5 separate regions of the Mus musculus genome follow, and regions 1, 2, 3 and 5 are each linked to region 4. A link is a contact called in public ChIA-PET, Hi-C and promoter capture Hi-C data. All regions are on one chromosome and are shown on one strand. The core of a region is the stretch at or near the end of the contact, and the rest is flanking DNA. Distances in the headings are between cores, read along the strand shown. Region 1 holds the start of Unc13a (unc-13 homolog A). Region 2 holds the start of Colgalt1 (collagen beta(1-O)galactosyltransferase 1). Region 3 holds the start of Bst2 (bone marrow stromal cell antigen 2). Region 4 holds the start of Zfp961 (zinc finger protein 961). Region 5 holds the start of Abhd8 (abhydrolase domain containing 8).

Region 1 (2,700 bases), core at 80-2,579, 280 kb after region 4:
CCAAAGCCTACAGGAGGAGCTGCTGATACATACCTCCAGGCCCTTCTCCAGGAGCTGCCAGTCTAAGCTGTGAGCTTAGGGCCAGTAAGACACTGCTACCAACAGCTACAATGATGAATAAGTGACCTGTGCATGAGGAACAGCATCCAGGGTTGTTCACTGGGCTTACATGCACAGGTGTGTGTGCTCAGACACACTCACATACACACACACTATCAGATACAGACACATACACTCAGACACACAGATACACAAACACACACTCAGACATAAACACATACAGACACACTCATACACACACACTTATACAGACACAGACACACAAGCACAAACACACTCACATAGACACATACAGACACACTCACACACACAGACACATGGACACACACAAACATACTCACATGCACACACAGGCACATGCAAACTCTGTCTTACACACACACACACACACACATTCCACACATGGAAAAAAATCAAGAAGCTCTGCACAATATCCCAGTGAGCTCCTCCTGCCAAGCCTGAAGCCATGAATTCTATTCCTGGAACCCACATAGTGGAAAGAGAATCAAGTCTGGAAAGTTGCCTTCTGATCTCCATGGGCGCTGTGATATGTGTGTGCCTCATTTCTACACACATAAACAATGTAATGTATAAAAAAAATTTTAGATTTATTTTGCTTTCTGTGCATGTCTGTGGATGGTTGGGAGCTACCATGTGGGTGCGAGGAACAGAAGGCTGGGGTCTCTGGAAGACCAGCTGGTGCTCTTAACCTCTGGGCAGCTCTCCAGACCCAATAAACGTGTGTTTTTTGTTTGTTTTGGTTTTTAGAGATAGAATCTCACTATGCAGACTAGGATGGCCACAGACTCGCAGAGATCTATTACGTCCATGGCCCGCAAGAAGTAAAGTTATAAAATGGGCAGAGATATGTGCCTGTGGTAGAGTATATGCCTCATACGGGGAAGGTAAGGCACATGTCTCGCAAGTGTCAGTACCCGGATTAAAAAACAAACAAAAAAACCAATAAACAAACAGCTTCCTGCGGCACTGAAGATGGGGAATTGACAGCAAATAGCAGTTCTGTTACCCAGGAGAATGTAAAACAAGAGCACAGGTTAGGTGGCTCAGAGAGGAAATAGAAACGTGGAGACCTAGGTAGGTGGAGCACGGACAGAAATACTCATCGAGGCTGAGCCAGAAAGCAAAGGGCTTTGAAACAGATACGACCTGGCCTGGACTCCCCGCAGTTTACGAGCCCTTTAAGGCGTCTGCCCGGCCCCGCCCCGTCACGCGTCTCCGGCTCCGCCCACGCCGCAGCGTCAGAGCGCGTCAGGCGCTGTCCGCGCCCCCGGTGCTGAAGCGACATGGCCGGCGGCCGGGCCCCGGCATAAGCCCTGAGCCCCGCGCTGCACCCGCCGCGCTCTAGCCGCCTGGAGTCATGTCTCTGCTGTGCGTGGGAGGTAGGTTCTGCGTGGACGCGGGAAAAGTGCGGGGTGTGCGTGGATGAGCCGAGTCGGGCTGCACAGCAGGGGGACCCCCGGTGCGCGCTTCAGGGCGCACTTGGATCAGCCCTAGGTGCTCTTCCTGTCACTCACACGAGTGGATGAGGGACTCGGGGCGCCTGTGTAGACGGTTTATAGGCCCTGGTTGGGGCTGAGGAGACGGCGGACCGTGCGCGCGAGGGTGGGGCGTTTAGGGGTAATGGGCCCGGACTGAGCGTAGGAGCAACCTCTCCGATCCCCAGTATGCCCTAAACAGTGCAGCAGGCTCCGCGGAAGCTCGTGGCTCCCTCTTCGCCTCACCCCTAGGGCTGGAGGAAGGGAAGGAGATGTGGGGGAGCAGCTATTTTGGGGCCAAAACGCCATCTGCACCGAGGCCCACGCCCAGGCCCACGCTCCGCATTTGGAGAGTAGGGAGGGAATAACGGGAGAGGTGTGACCCCTGCACCCCTCGAAGTTCCGGGTGGGGCTAGGCACGGCTGCCAGGTAACTCTACAGCGGGAGACCTTGGGCGACCGACTGGCCATGTAGCGATGCGTGCCGATACCGTTGTGAGCTCTAGGTTTGGAGGGTGGGGGGTGAACCCCCTACTCCCTTTCCCCTTCCCACCTCCAGGAAGCTGTGTAAGGAAGAGGGCGAGTCTCCATCCCCTCAGAACCCAGGCGGCGGGAGACCTGGGCGGCGGTGTGCGGATTTGAGCTCCGCGGCTGTGTAGCCCTAGATGGCCCCGCCCCTCTGCCCCTCCCCCTCCCTGTCCCCCCCTCCCCCTCCGCTCGCTGCTCCATTCACAAACCCGGCCCAGCCCGCCCGCGCCCCGCGGTGCATCGCTCTAGTCTGTTGGACGCGGGTGTTCTTAAAGGAGCAGGAACTCTTTTCTCTGACCCTGTGCCTCGAAGGTTCCGACTGCCCAGGATTACTGGGTATCCGCGGCTTCCAGACCTGGGAAGTAAGCGGAGCTGAACGTGAAGGGGATCCTCACCTCGGGAGCTCCCTGAATCCCGTGTCCTCCCATCCTGCCTCCTGGGGCGGGGGGGGGGGGGCGCGTCACCCCAACTCTGACGCAAACCGGAGGCTCAGCTGTGGGGGTGGAGGGCGTGCAGCCTAAGAAAGGAGGCTTCCAGAAAGCCAGGCCCAGGAGACATTTGTACTGAATTCCCTGGATACCATGGTGGGCAGAACAGGGAATGAAGGGTAGGGCTCT
Region 2 (2,700 bases), core at 180-2,679, 340 kb after region 4:
AGGCTTATCAGGAAGTTAAACAGGAGAGTGGATGCTGGCAAGACCCTAGACACAGCAGTAGGTAGCCACCAGACACAAAGGAATTCAGCCACAAAGGTGTGGCAGCTGTGTCCAAAGTTGCACAATGGAGTGAAGGACAACGGGACAAAGGTCTGCTGAGAGGATAGGGACCTGGTGGGGAAGCTGACGATAGAACTGGAGCATTCTAGATCCTACCTTCCCAAGCTTCAGTACTCCAGTCGGGGATTTGAGGCTCACCTGGGTTCCTCTGCCGGTCGCCACTCCACAGAGTGGTATAAACCCTTCACTGCCACCAGCCACTCTCGAAGTATGGCTGAAGTGTTGTCAGTGTTGTGATCTGTGGCCACCCTGTGAGCACAGACAGGACAAGATGATGGCACTGGGGGTTTCCCAACCTGGCTCAGACCCATCAGCTATAACACCCTGGATAAAACTCGCTACACTCCAAGCCTGTTGCCCATCCATCGGTGACAGGGGAGTAAAGATGACACCCAGCTCACTAGTACACAACTGAACAGAACCTGCTGGTTTGGAAAGCACATTGGTGTGAGACCCTGTCACAAAGATAAGTTCATTAACTTTGTTAGCGTGGAATGCTGGCCCGAGCCTCAGGAATCTTATCTGGAAGTCCCGGAGTTCGCTATAAGGGTCTGGAAGCACCAGCCTGGCCCATTCTAAGGAGTCAGAGGTTCTAGGATGGTAGCTCGCTGTGAGGGCTGGCAGCAAATCAGAACAGATTCCTAAGTACCTGAGGGGAGGAGGCAGCAGCTTGGGGTCCCAAGCCGCAGTGGGGACGAGCCCGGGCACTATGGATATAGAGCCGAGCCCCCTCAAGTGCGTAATCCCTGGGGTACATAACTCAGGTCCTCAGAAAGAGGACCGAGTCTCCGCAGCGCACAGCCGAGCCCAAGTGCATAGCAACCTCCCTCCGGTAGAGACTTGAGTCCCGCCTAGTCCCGGTGCACCGCGCAAGGGCCCGCAGCTCACCACAGCGCCGTGCGCTCCCGTGGGTGGCGCAGCTGCTCCAGGGCGCCCAGCGTGGCGGGCAGCGCGGGTGCCGCGTTCCGCGCCAGCAGCGCGATGAGCACGCGCGGCGCCTGTAGCGGGGACTCGGGGCTCCAGCGCTCCTCTGGAAAGTAGCCGTCCGCGCCGCGCGGGCCGCCCAGCGGCGGCAGCAGTAGGAGCAGTGGCAGCAGCGGCAGCCCGCGTGACCCGCGTGGCAACGCCGCCATCGCGCCACGCGTCGCCTTTAAGCAGCTTTTCTGCCGGGGGACGAGGGCCGCGCCTTAAAGGAGTCGGCGGCGGGAAGGACACATCCAGGTCCCACCCCTGACACGCTCCTTAAAGGGAAGTGGCCCGCGGGTCATACTGTGAGTCCTGGAGAGAGGCATGACAAGGCTACGCCTTTAAAAGCTTCCACTGCTTTCCGCCGACCGCAATAACCCGGTCACAAGACGTCACTTGCGGGGAGGTTCCGGAAGCCCCGCCCCTAGCTCGAGCTTTAAAGACACAGACAGTTCTTTGACCACGCCCTGAGAGTGTTCTGTTTTGGAGCCCTCTAATCTCACGCGGTGGCTCTTTACAGAAGCTTCTTCTATTTAGAACCATGTCATCTCAGTTTCCAAGGTTGCGACATGGTTATTTTTGTTTGTTCGTTGCTCCATTTAAGAAGCCATCGAGCCGGGCAGTGGTGGCCCACGCCTTTAATCCCAACACTTGGGAGGCAGAGGCAGGCGGATTTCTGAGGTCATGGCCAGCCTGGTCCACAGAGTGAGTTCCAGGACAGCCAGGGCTACACAGAGAAAGCCTGTCTCGAAAAATCATTAAAAAAAAAAAAAGCCAGCGAAATGGCTCAGTGGGTAAAATCGCTTGCTACCATGTCTGAGGATCCAGAATCCTCAGTCCCCAAATTGTATTGCCCTCTGGCCTTCTTAAAAATGGCTTGTGTGGGGCTGGTGAGATGGCTCAGCGGGTAAGAGCACCCGACTGCTCTTCCGAAGGTCCAGAGTTCAAATCCCAGCAACCACATGGTGGCTCACAACCATCCGTAACAAGATCTGACTCCCTCTTCTGGTGTGTCTGAAGACAGCTACAGTGTACTATTGTTATAATAACAAATAAATCTTAAAAAAAAAAATGGCTTGTGTGCGCCCCTTCCTGCTCTTACTGTTGTTTTCATTTTCTGTGTTTCAGTGTTTTGCCTACATGTACGGCTGTATAACGTGTGTGTGTGTGTGTGTGTGTGTGTGTCCCTGTTCTCCAAGGAGGTTAAAAGAGGGCATCAACTCCTCTAGAACTGGAGTTGCGGATAGTTGTCAACCACTGTGTGGTGTTGGAAATAGAACACCACTCAGGTCTGAGCACCTTTACCTACAGAACCATCCCACTAGCCCATTTCTCCTGGTTTGTTTTTAAAACAGGTTCTTACTCGGCAAGCTCACTCTATAAATTCACAGCTATACTTCTGCTTCATTCTCCTGTGTTCTGGGACAGGCATATACCACCAGGCCAGCAGACTGGTAAAATCCACATAGATTTTCCTACTCTGGTCCCTAGCCTCTAGAGGACCCTAGGGTCCACAAGACATCTCCTGATAGGTTATTTCTCCACCACTGGTGAAATGAGCCAATTTATGCCAGATTCGATTATATTAAAGATGGGTAGTTTTACTGGGGAGCT
Region 3 (2,700 bases), core at 181-2,680, 410 kb after region 4:
CTTTGTTCTTGCATCAAACTCGAAATTCCTGATGTTGTTCTGGGGTTCCTGAGAACTGGGCATAACATTGGCATTTCATCTAGGCTCCGCCCCACAGTTACCTGGCAACAGCCAGGTGTGCCTGACTCACTATAAAAGGGGCTGCTTGCCTCTTCCTCTCTTTTCTCCTCTTCTAGATCTTGCTCCCTTTACCCTCTTCCTCCTCTCTCCCCATTCCCCTCCCACCTCTCTCTCTACCTGTTCCCGGCTAGCCTCTACTCCTCTACTCTCTCTCTCTCTCTGCCTTTCTCTGTCTCTACTAGGCCCTCAACTCCCCTCCCCATGCCCTAAATAAACTCTATTCTATACTCTACATCCCATTGTGTGACTGGTACCCTGGGGGCCTCAGCCTGGGCCTGCAGAAGCACCCTCTTCCCCCACACCATACCACACCCCCATCAAACATATCCCTGGCTTCTTTTTCTTTTTATAAAACACAACACCGAGTCCTCCTATGCAAACTGGTCTTCACAAGGACAGAAAACGTAATCTCTCCATATACTAGTGCTTTGGCCACACAGTTTCAGTCCTGAAGAGAACCCCTTGACTGAATGTGGTCTGCCCTATGTGTCCTCAGTAAAGACTCCATAGTGTTTTGAGGTGGGTACCATTCAGGACATTCAGCGGAGCCAGGGAGGATTCCAGAGTAGTGGAGCACACCTGCCATCCCAGCACTCGGGAGGCAGAGACAGAAGGATAGGAAATCAAGGACAACCCCTATGCTAACTCCAGGTCATGCTTCATGTCACTTTTGCCCAAAGCCAGGCCAAGCCCTCTCTGAGTGCCTGGTGCTCACTGAAACACTCCTTTTTTACCCCGTTCACAGAGGTTTTCCCGCAGGCAGGTTTTCCCCGCCAGGTTGCTCCTGATGCCAGGACAAGAGCTGGGAGGCACACTTTGCTACCTGGCCAGGCTTGGTTTCCTGCCCGCTGCTCTGTAGCCACTATTCTCAATATACAGATTCTCAATAGCTCCCACGATCCTTTCGTGAATGGAGACCCCTGACCTCAAACCTTGGCCTTTGGTCTTCAGTCCACAACTGAACCTTGAAGTCTTAGTTCCCCTTCTAGGAGACCAAACCGACAACCGGCCTGTCTCTGCCTCCCAAGTGCTGGGGTTAAAGGCGTGCGCCACCACCGCCCGGCGGACAGCCACTGTTAAGTCGAGTCCCAAGCCCACAGGCACCAGGTGACTGGCCAGCGAAGGCCAAGAATTTGAGTTGAATTCCAGAAGTTTCTCTTGCTTCTAGGGGCATTCCAGGAAAATGAAACTGAAAGGCTGCAGTTTCTCCACTAGCAGTTTGCAACCCGGCGGCTCTAGAATTGCGTTGGACTCCTGAAGTTGCTATTTGCTAGAAGCAGTGGTGGGGCGGGGTTATGCTAATAAGGGCGTGGCCTGGAAAGGGTTCCTGAGCCCTCTAGGATCGACGGATCACATGGCGCCCTCTTTCTATCACTATCTGCCCGTGCCCATGGATGAGATGGGGGGGAAGCAAGGATGGGGCAGCCACCGGCAGTGGCTGGGGGCCGCGATCTTGGTGGTCCTGTTCGGGGTTACCTTAGTCATCCTGACAATCTACTTCGCCGTCACAGCGAACAGCGTGGCCTGTAGAGACGGGTTGCGAGCGCAGGCTGAGTGCCGGAACACCACGCACCTGTTGCAGCGCCAGCTCACCCGCACCCAGGACAGTCTGCTGCAGGCCGAGACACAGGCAAACTCCTGCAACCTGACCGTGGTAAGCCTGGAATCCGTCCCCTCCAGTGGCTTTGAAACAGCCAAGCAAGTCCCCCACCCCCACCTCGAAGGCCAGCTACTAAAGACTGAAATCCTGGGAGACCTTAGAACTCCCTACAGCTCTGCAATCAGGGGCCTCAGTATCCTCCCTTCCTTTGGTGACTCTCCAAACTTTGTGTAGAGTGCTTGAGTTGGAGAGCTCGAACCTGACTTAGGGACCAGCATTTGGCTTCACTGGGATATCACTCAGCCCTGATTGAATTTTTTGAAACAGGGTCTCCTAAATTGCTCCGGCTGTCCTAAAAGTCACTCTGTAGACCAGGCTGGCCTCAAATGCTGCCTTTCAAGTGCTAGTATTAAAAACATGAGCCACCACACCTAGCAAATTATTGAAACTTTTAATATGTCTCTGAGAGACCTTGTCTGGGAAGCCCGGTTCTGCTGTGTGTTTGTGTAGGAGAATATCTGGAACTTTCTACTAGGGGTTAACTACGAAGAGTTTTCAAACTCCTATGTGGGCACTTAAAATTGCCGTTTTGGAGATTACACCTTGGTAGGACTGGGTGGATACGGAGAGTGTTGGAGGGGAACCTGAAAGGGGCTTTGCTTGAGAAGGTCTCAGATGCCTTTGCCTGGAAGTTTCCTAGGGGCCAGGACAACAGCCAACCCATGTTTGTGCCGCTTTTCTGATCAGGTGACCCTTCAGGAGTCCCTGGAGAAGAAGGTGTCTCAAGCCCTGGAGCAGCAGGCCCGCATCAAGGAGCTTGAGAGTGAGAGGGGGGCAGGGGGAGGGGGAGGTCCAGTGGAGCTGGGAGGGAATAGCTTAGGCCTCCAGGTTGGGACTTGGGGAGAGGTGCTGACCCACATGAAGGGGTGGCAGGGTCATGAGCCCACTGCTTGGAAGTTTGGTTTCTTCCCAGAGACAGA
Region 4 (2,759 bases), core at 199-2,698:
GGGGTTCCAGTCATGGCCACTCAATAAACTATGCCTGTCTTCCTTGTTGAGCTGTGTTTTTTCTGCTAATATGCTCTGTATTATTTATTCTTCGATTGCTCTCAAAGTGTCACTTCTGTTGTGGGACTGGGTCCTTGTTTCTGTCCACAAGCAAGACAGCTGTTACAGGGTCCAGACACAAGTTATGAAGTAGTACTGGTCAGTTGGGGGTTACAGTGGGCCTCTTACCCCCACCTCTTCTGTTTGTGGTGTACCAGGAAAAGGAGAAACCTACAGTAACTGAAGGTAAATTTTTCCAAGAAGATGTGATTTTTTTTTGTTGTTGTTGGGGGACAAAAGCTCATATATATGTTGCTTTTCTCGAATCCTAGAAACACATGGTCCCACCAGGTTTGTGCCCTTCCCCCAGCCTTGAGCAGGCTAAAGCAGACCTTGTTTGCCACTGCTGGCTAGCCCAACTGGGGTAGGGTCTTCTGACCTAGGTGAAGCTGCAGCTGCAGCTTCCTGCAAGAAGCCACTACCAGCTGAGCCTGTTTTCCTGATGAGATCCTGGCAAAGTGGGGGATGGGTTTCCTCCCTTTAAAAACCAGACTCAAGAATTAAACACTGGGCCTTGCTCAGAAACTCTGTCTTTGTTTCATTCCTCTCTCGTCTGTCCTTCGCATCCAGCCCCAGCTTTCTTTTCAGGAACCCAGTTCTCCGCGGCTGCTGGTGGCTATACAGGGTTGGGAATATTCACATAGGAAATGCAATTTTATAAAAAGTAGTAAAGGAAAAAGAAAGAAGGGGCTAGTGGGATGGTTCAGCTGAAAAGGCGCTTGCTGCCAAGCCTTAGACTGGCGTTCTCCAGGTTCCACAAGGTGGAAGGAGAGACCAGACTCAGATTACTGCCCCATGGGCACCTCGATAAATAAGTGTAAATTTAAAACATCAAAAAGAACACAAGCCGGGCGTGGTGGCGCACGCCTTTAATCCCAGCACTTGGGAGGCAGAGGCAGGCGGATTTCTGAGTTCGAGGCCAGCCTGGTCTACAAAGTGAGTTCCAGGACAGCCAGGGCTACACAGAGAAACCCTGTCTCGAAAAAACAAAACAAACAAACAAAAAAAAAAAACACCCCACAAAACCAGCCCAAAGAGCAAATTAACTCCGTGGGGACCCTACATAGTCCTTTCCATTTTACCCCTGAACACAAGCATACATGATCCCCTTTTACATTGCGGTTCGGCTGCGGGCTCTGGAAAAGGGCACCAGAGTCGGTTTGCAAACTCTCGGCAAGTCCCGAGCTTCCGACTGCGCAGAGCCCGCCACTCCTCTGCCCTCCGCTCCCACCCGCGTCTCTGAGATGCACTCACCATGGTGCACTCTCGTCTTGCCTGAGCTGCGCTGTGGCGGGTGTCACTGCCGCGTACCTTGCGCATTGCTAAGCCGCCAAGGACAGCGCCGAAAATGGCGGCGCCCGGCCTCCGAGAGGCTTCCCGCTGCTGATTGGACGGCTCTGCTATGAGCGATTCCGATTGGCTTTAGAGTCCCTGATAGACAGGACCAGCGACCTATCGCCTTCAACATAGTCCGGAAACTGATGTTCAGGTCTGGGGTTCGCAGAGGCACCCCACAGCAGGCTCAGGTCTGACTGGGCTTGTGCGCCTGGCTGAAGGTGAACGAGTGAGTTAGAGTTGCGGGCTAATCCTAGACTGTTTAGTGAGAGGTTAACCTGGGCTGCAGGAGACCTTGTTTCCAAAAAGGACACAAGAAAAGCCAGATTTATTCGCGGAAAATTGGGTGTGATGACACACACAACCTGCCATCCCAGCACTGGGGAGATGGAGGGAAGAGGATTTGGAGTTCAAGGCCGGCTACTATAAAAGTTGTTGTGGGGCTAGCCAATGTAAAGCTTTCTTAATCTAAGGCCAGATGAAAGGACAAGGCCAGGGTCAGACTTGACAAGGTCCGGGTTGTGTCCAGAGAAGCGAGTAAGTCCCTCACCCCCAACCCCTTCTGTAACCCCACCCCACCCCCACAACCCAGGGCTGTGGATATCATTTCTAAGGCCACTATGTGCTTGGTCTGTGATGTATTTCAGATATCCTGTGTTCCTTTTGTGTAGCATTACTGATAAGGTTCCCTGTTCAATTGGGACTGGTAGAGGTGACTTGGAAATAATTAGAAAGTAGATAGGCAACTACAGAAGCAGAATTGCTCTTTAATCAGAATGTTGTGGGATATTAGCCAGAGAAGATTGCTTGGACATGGTTTAAGCCAATAGAATGTCTTTATTAACTGGTTGGCAACTACACTGGATGTTAAGGATCCTATTGTAGTACTGAGGGCCTTTCTCAGGGTGAGCTCTTAAACACAAAAACCATATTCCAGGTCAACATGCTTCAGTTAGCAAGATCAGTGAGCCAGAAGCAAAACTATAGAAGCCAAAAAACCAAGGTTTGTACATTTAGAGACTTTCCCAGAACTATAGGCTTTGATTGGCAGGTGGTGCTGTCTATGTGCTGAGTTTTACAGACCAAATGTCAACTCCATCATGGAGTCAGTGGTCTCCATGCTCCTAAGGTCTGGGGCTTGTTCTAAGAACATCTGAAGGGCAGCAGTCTCCCTGAGGAGTAGAGACTGCAGAGATACCACCAGGCACAGTCTTTAAAGCTATGCTTGGCCCTTTCCCCCAACCCTGTCCTGCAGATGAGACCTCCTTCCTGAGCTTCACCCCTGGCTTTAGTTTCAGGTACTGAGTCTCCTCAGGCGATCAAGT
Region 5 (2,700 bases), core at 88-2,587, 490 kb after region 4:
CGGGTCAATGGTCCGGTCGTCCGGGTCAATGCCAGTTCCTACACTCTGGGCTCCTTGACAATGCCTTCTGGGAAATGTAGTTCTTGTTGCCGCGGGGCCTTCCGGGAGCTGTAGTTCCACACCTGCAGGTGACGATAGTGGGGTGGGGGTTGGGGGATGTCTGTCCTCAGTGGCATGTAGTTCTCCAAAATGACCAGGAGAGGGCGAACGAATGTAAACTCCTGCGTGTGCGTATGACATTCTGTCCCCCTGGCCTTCTGGGAGTTGTAGTTCTTCGCCTCGGCCACTGGTAGAGGGCGCCCCAGAGTGGTGGTGACGACTCTGGCAGCAGTCTGGAGAACTGGCTGCTGGCCTTTTCACCCGCCCTCATTGAAGACGGGCAGCTGGCACGCAGCGGGCTGGCAGCTTCTTGGCGCCCGCAGCCAAGACTTCTCTTGGCGCGCGGCCCGGATGTCCTTGAGTTCCAGCTCTTCATAATCTCGAAAACTCGTGCGTTGTGAATTTGCTCTGGTTAGTTTAATCCTTCAGGCTGGCCTGGGGGAATTTTCTTCCCGCAGCTCAGATCTGGACTCCTGTTCACACACCTTCCATAGCTCTCCACTGTTTAAAGAAGATGTCCAGACAGCCGTGCCAGCAGCCACAGGAAGCCGTACACACCAGCATTTCTGAAGTTCATGGTCCTTACCATGAACTAAATGGTAAAATGGCTAGTTGTGCCTACAAATAATTGAGGCGATGTGTTGAGTACTTATTGTATGTAGAAGGTGTGTAGAAGGGATGGCGACAAGTGTTTGGGCTGCACCTTGAGCCCATGAGCGAACAGCGCGCCAGGGTGGGAAGGTTAGCCTGGGGCTCAGTCTTGGTGTAGCAGAGACCCCATCACTAGGATGCAATTCCCATTCGCTAGTTCTGCAGCAGCTCTGACACTTCTGACACAGCCTCTGGTTCAAATGCCTGCCTTGATGTTTTGTCTGTTTCCCGACCTGAAAGTGTAGAGATTTGGAAGTGTGCAGAACGAGAAGGTCAAGAGACAGAGGGCATACCGCCTTGCGGGAGGCAGAAGCTGGCTGAGGAGACCCTGTCCCAGACAGAGCACATCCACCACACCCCCAAGCTACTCGCTGTCCCTCGACTGCAAGCCCTTCTCGGTCCAGGCTCTAGCCCATCCCTCCCTCATTCCCCCCAAACTCTTCACAGGGGTGGGGCTGCTGCTTGCAGACCGCGCGCTGATCCTGGGAAGAGAAGCCTCTGGTTGGACGGTTATCTAGGCCAGACGGCTCGCCGCTGCCATAGGCCGAGATGCCTGCCCATCTGCTCCAGGCCCCGCCCACGCTGGGTGGGACTTACAGGGCCGGTTTGCTACGCGGCTGCGGGATGCCCCTGCGTTGACCGTCCGGGCCCGCGCCTGTCCGCGCTAATGCGGCCAACCCCGCACCACCATGTAAGCGGCACCTGCAGGTGGACGCTGGCTTCTCCGCCCGGGACCCCTGCGTCCTGCCTCGGGCCCCGGGCCCCTCGATGACCTCAGGTGAGCTGGCTCTGTTCCCCGAGAGAGGAGTCACCAGGCTGCCAGGCCTCCACTGAGGGGTGGGGGGTGTCGCTGCCGGGGGTGGATAACCGCCAAGCTCCGCATTCGTACTGCTAGGATGCTGCGGAACCCCGGTAGCCTTGACCCCACCGCGGGGGTGACGAACTCCAGGGAAAAGCGGGTCGGGCTGGGAAACAGGACTGGCGCTGCGCTTTAGAGAAGCCGCCACAGTCGGGGTTCCACAGCCTTAGAAATGAGGAGCAAGGCCTGCTTTCCCCTCAAGTGCATCCGGGGCTATCACGAGCGGGGTATTTAATGACCATCACTCCAGCGGCGCCCAGGCCGTGATGGAAAAACGAAGCTGGCCCCATCCCTATGCCTCAGACAATGGGGGTGTGCTGCTCCGGTATCCCCTGGAGTTATGTAACCGCCTGTGGTTGTCATGGACACCGGGGGGGGTGGCCAAGGGAACCGGATGGAGGCCCAGAGCCCCCAGTCAGGTTCTGCCTTTATCTTCCTGGCTGCCACTAGGGTTGTGTACCCTTTGAACACAGGATGCTGAGGGCAGCAACCTCCATCAGTTCTCGATACTGTGCAAGTCAGCTCTAGCTCTCTTCTGAACCTGGAGCCGGATACAACCCGAGTTCTAGTGGCCAACATCCTTCCCCCGCCTCATTCGTCACTAGTCAGATTAACACTAGAGGCCTGAGCTAAGAACTTTGACATTTTAGAATAAGAGCCAGGCTTTATGGGCTGTCATCTCACCACCCAGGAGCTTGGGCACAAGGTTGAGGCCAGCATGGACTACAGAATGAAACCCCGTGTAAAAGGTTGGCAGTGATCGGGGTTCACACTAGTCATTCTAGTACTGGCAGAGGTGGAGGCAGGAGGATTGCAAGGAGTTTGAGACCAGTGTACAGCCCAGGACGACAGAATGAGACCTTGTTTCAAAAACAAACCAATGGCATCATGTTGATGCACATCTGTCACCCCAACACTTGGGAAGGTAGAGGCAGGAGGACTGTGGGAGTTCGAGGTTCCCTTTGGTCTTAGGAACACCTGTATGCTCAACCTGCTACAACTCCGGAGGTGGAAGGCAGAGCAAGGTCAGTCTGGGCAGCATGAGGATTTCCAAGCCAGCCTGGGCTACATGAGTTTCTTTCTCAAAAGTA

The links. Promoter capture Hi-C pulls out the DNA fragments that hold promoters and counts their contacts. A called contact is a pair of places that touch in the nucleus more often than the background predicts. ChIA-PET counts read pairs in DNA pulled down with a chosen protein or histone mark. Capture Hi-C pulls out chosen DNA fragments and counts their contacts.
Region 1: a promoter capture Hi-C map of adipose tissue shows a contact between it and region 4. The contact joins the promoter of Unc13a here to the promoter of Zfp961 in region 4. A contact is called at or near these places in 3 of 39 promoter capture datasets (the C10 cell line and cranial neural crest), 3 of 115 datasets of contacts at active chromatin or transcription factors (the 230-238 cell line, astrocytes and embryonic stem cells) and 3 of 9 other capture datasets (adipose tissue, liver and pancreatic islet).
Region 2: an RNA polymerase II ChIA-PET map of memory CD8 T cells shows a contact between it and region 4, with 13 read pairs. The contact joins the promoter of Colgalt1 here to the promoter of Zfp961 in region 4. A contact is called at or near these places in 1 of 484 Hi-C or Micro-C datasets (B cells), 1 of 115 datasets of contacts at active chromatin or transcription factors (memory CD8 T cells) and 1 of 9 other capture datasets (adipose tissue).
Region 3: a Hi-C map of B cells shows a contact between it and region 4, with 5 read pairs. The contact joins the promoter of Bst2 here to the promoter of Zfp961 in region 4. A contact is called at or near these places in 2 of 39 promoter capture datasets (erythroid cells and stem cell-derived epiblast-like cells), 1 of 484 Hi-C or Micro-C datasets (B cells), 1 of 115 datasets of contacts at active chromatin or transcription factors (embryonic stem cells) and 1 of 9 other capture datasets (adipose tissue).
Region 5: a promoter capture Hi-C map of erythroid cells shows a contact between it and region 4, with 4 times the contacts expected there. The contact joins the promoter of Abhd8 here to the promoter of Zfp961 in region 4. A contact is called at or near these places in 1 of 39 promoter capture datasets (erythroid cells) and 2 of 115 datasets of contacts at active chromatin or transcription factors (astrocytes and embryonic stem cells).

The regions. Positions count from the first base shown.
Region 1 is chr8:71,670,386-71,673,085 of GRCm38.p6, reverse strand. It overlaps Unc13a (unc-13 homolog A), which reads left to right and starts at 1,329. Exons shown (of 44, transcript NM_001029873.2): 1 at 1,329-1,460. The coding sequence starts at 1,439.
Region 2 is chr8:71,609,753-71,612,452 of GRCm38.p6, reverse strand. It overlaps Colgalt1 (collagen beta(1-O)galactosyltransferase 1), which reads right to left and starts at 1,429. Exons shown (of 12, transcript NM_146211.3): 1 at 1,009-1,429; 2 at 259-369. The coding sequence starts at 1,253.
Region 3 is chr8:71,536,202-71,538,901 of GRCm38.p6, reverse strand. It overlaps Bst2 (bone marrow stromal cell antigen 2), which reads left to right and starts at 1,430. Exons shown (of 5, transcript NM_198095.3): 1 at 1,430-1,774; 2 at 2,468-2,543. The coding sequence starts at 1,475.
Region 4 is chr8:71,949,755-71,952,513 of GRCm38.p6, reverse strand. Zfp961 (zinc finger protein 961) reads right to left here and starts at 1,448. Exons shown (of 4, transcript NM_001164581.1): 1 at 1,354-1,448. The coding sequence starts at 1,419.
Region 5 is chr8:71,462,294-71,464,993 of GRCm38.p6, reverse strand. It overlaps Abhd8 (abhydrolase domain containing 8), which reads left to right and starts at 1,337. Exons shown (of 5, transcript NM_022419.3): 1 at 1,337-1,528. The coding sequence starts at 1,519. It overlaps Mrpl34 (mitochondrial ribosomal protein L34), which reads right to left and starts at 68. Exons shown (of 2, transcript NM_053162.2): 1 at 1-68.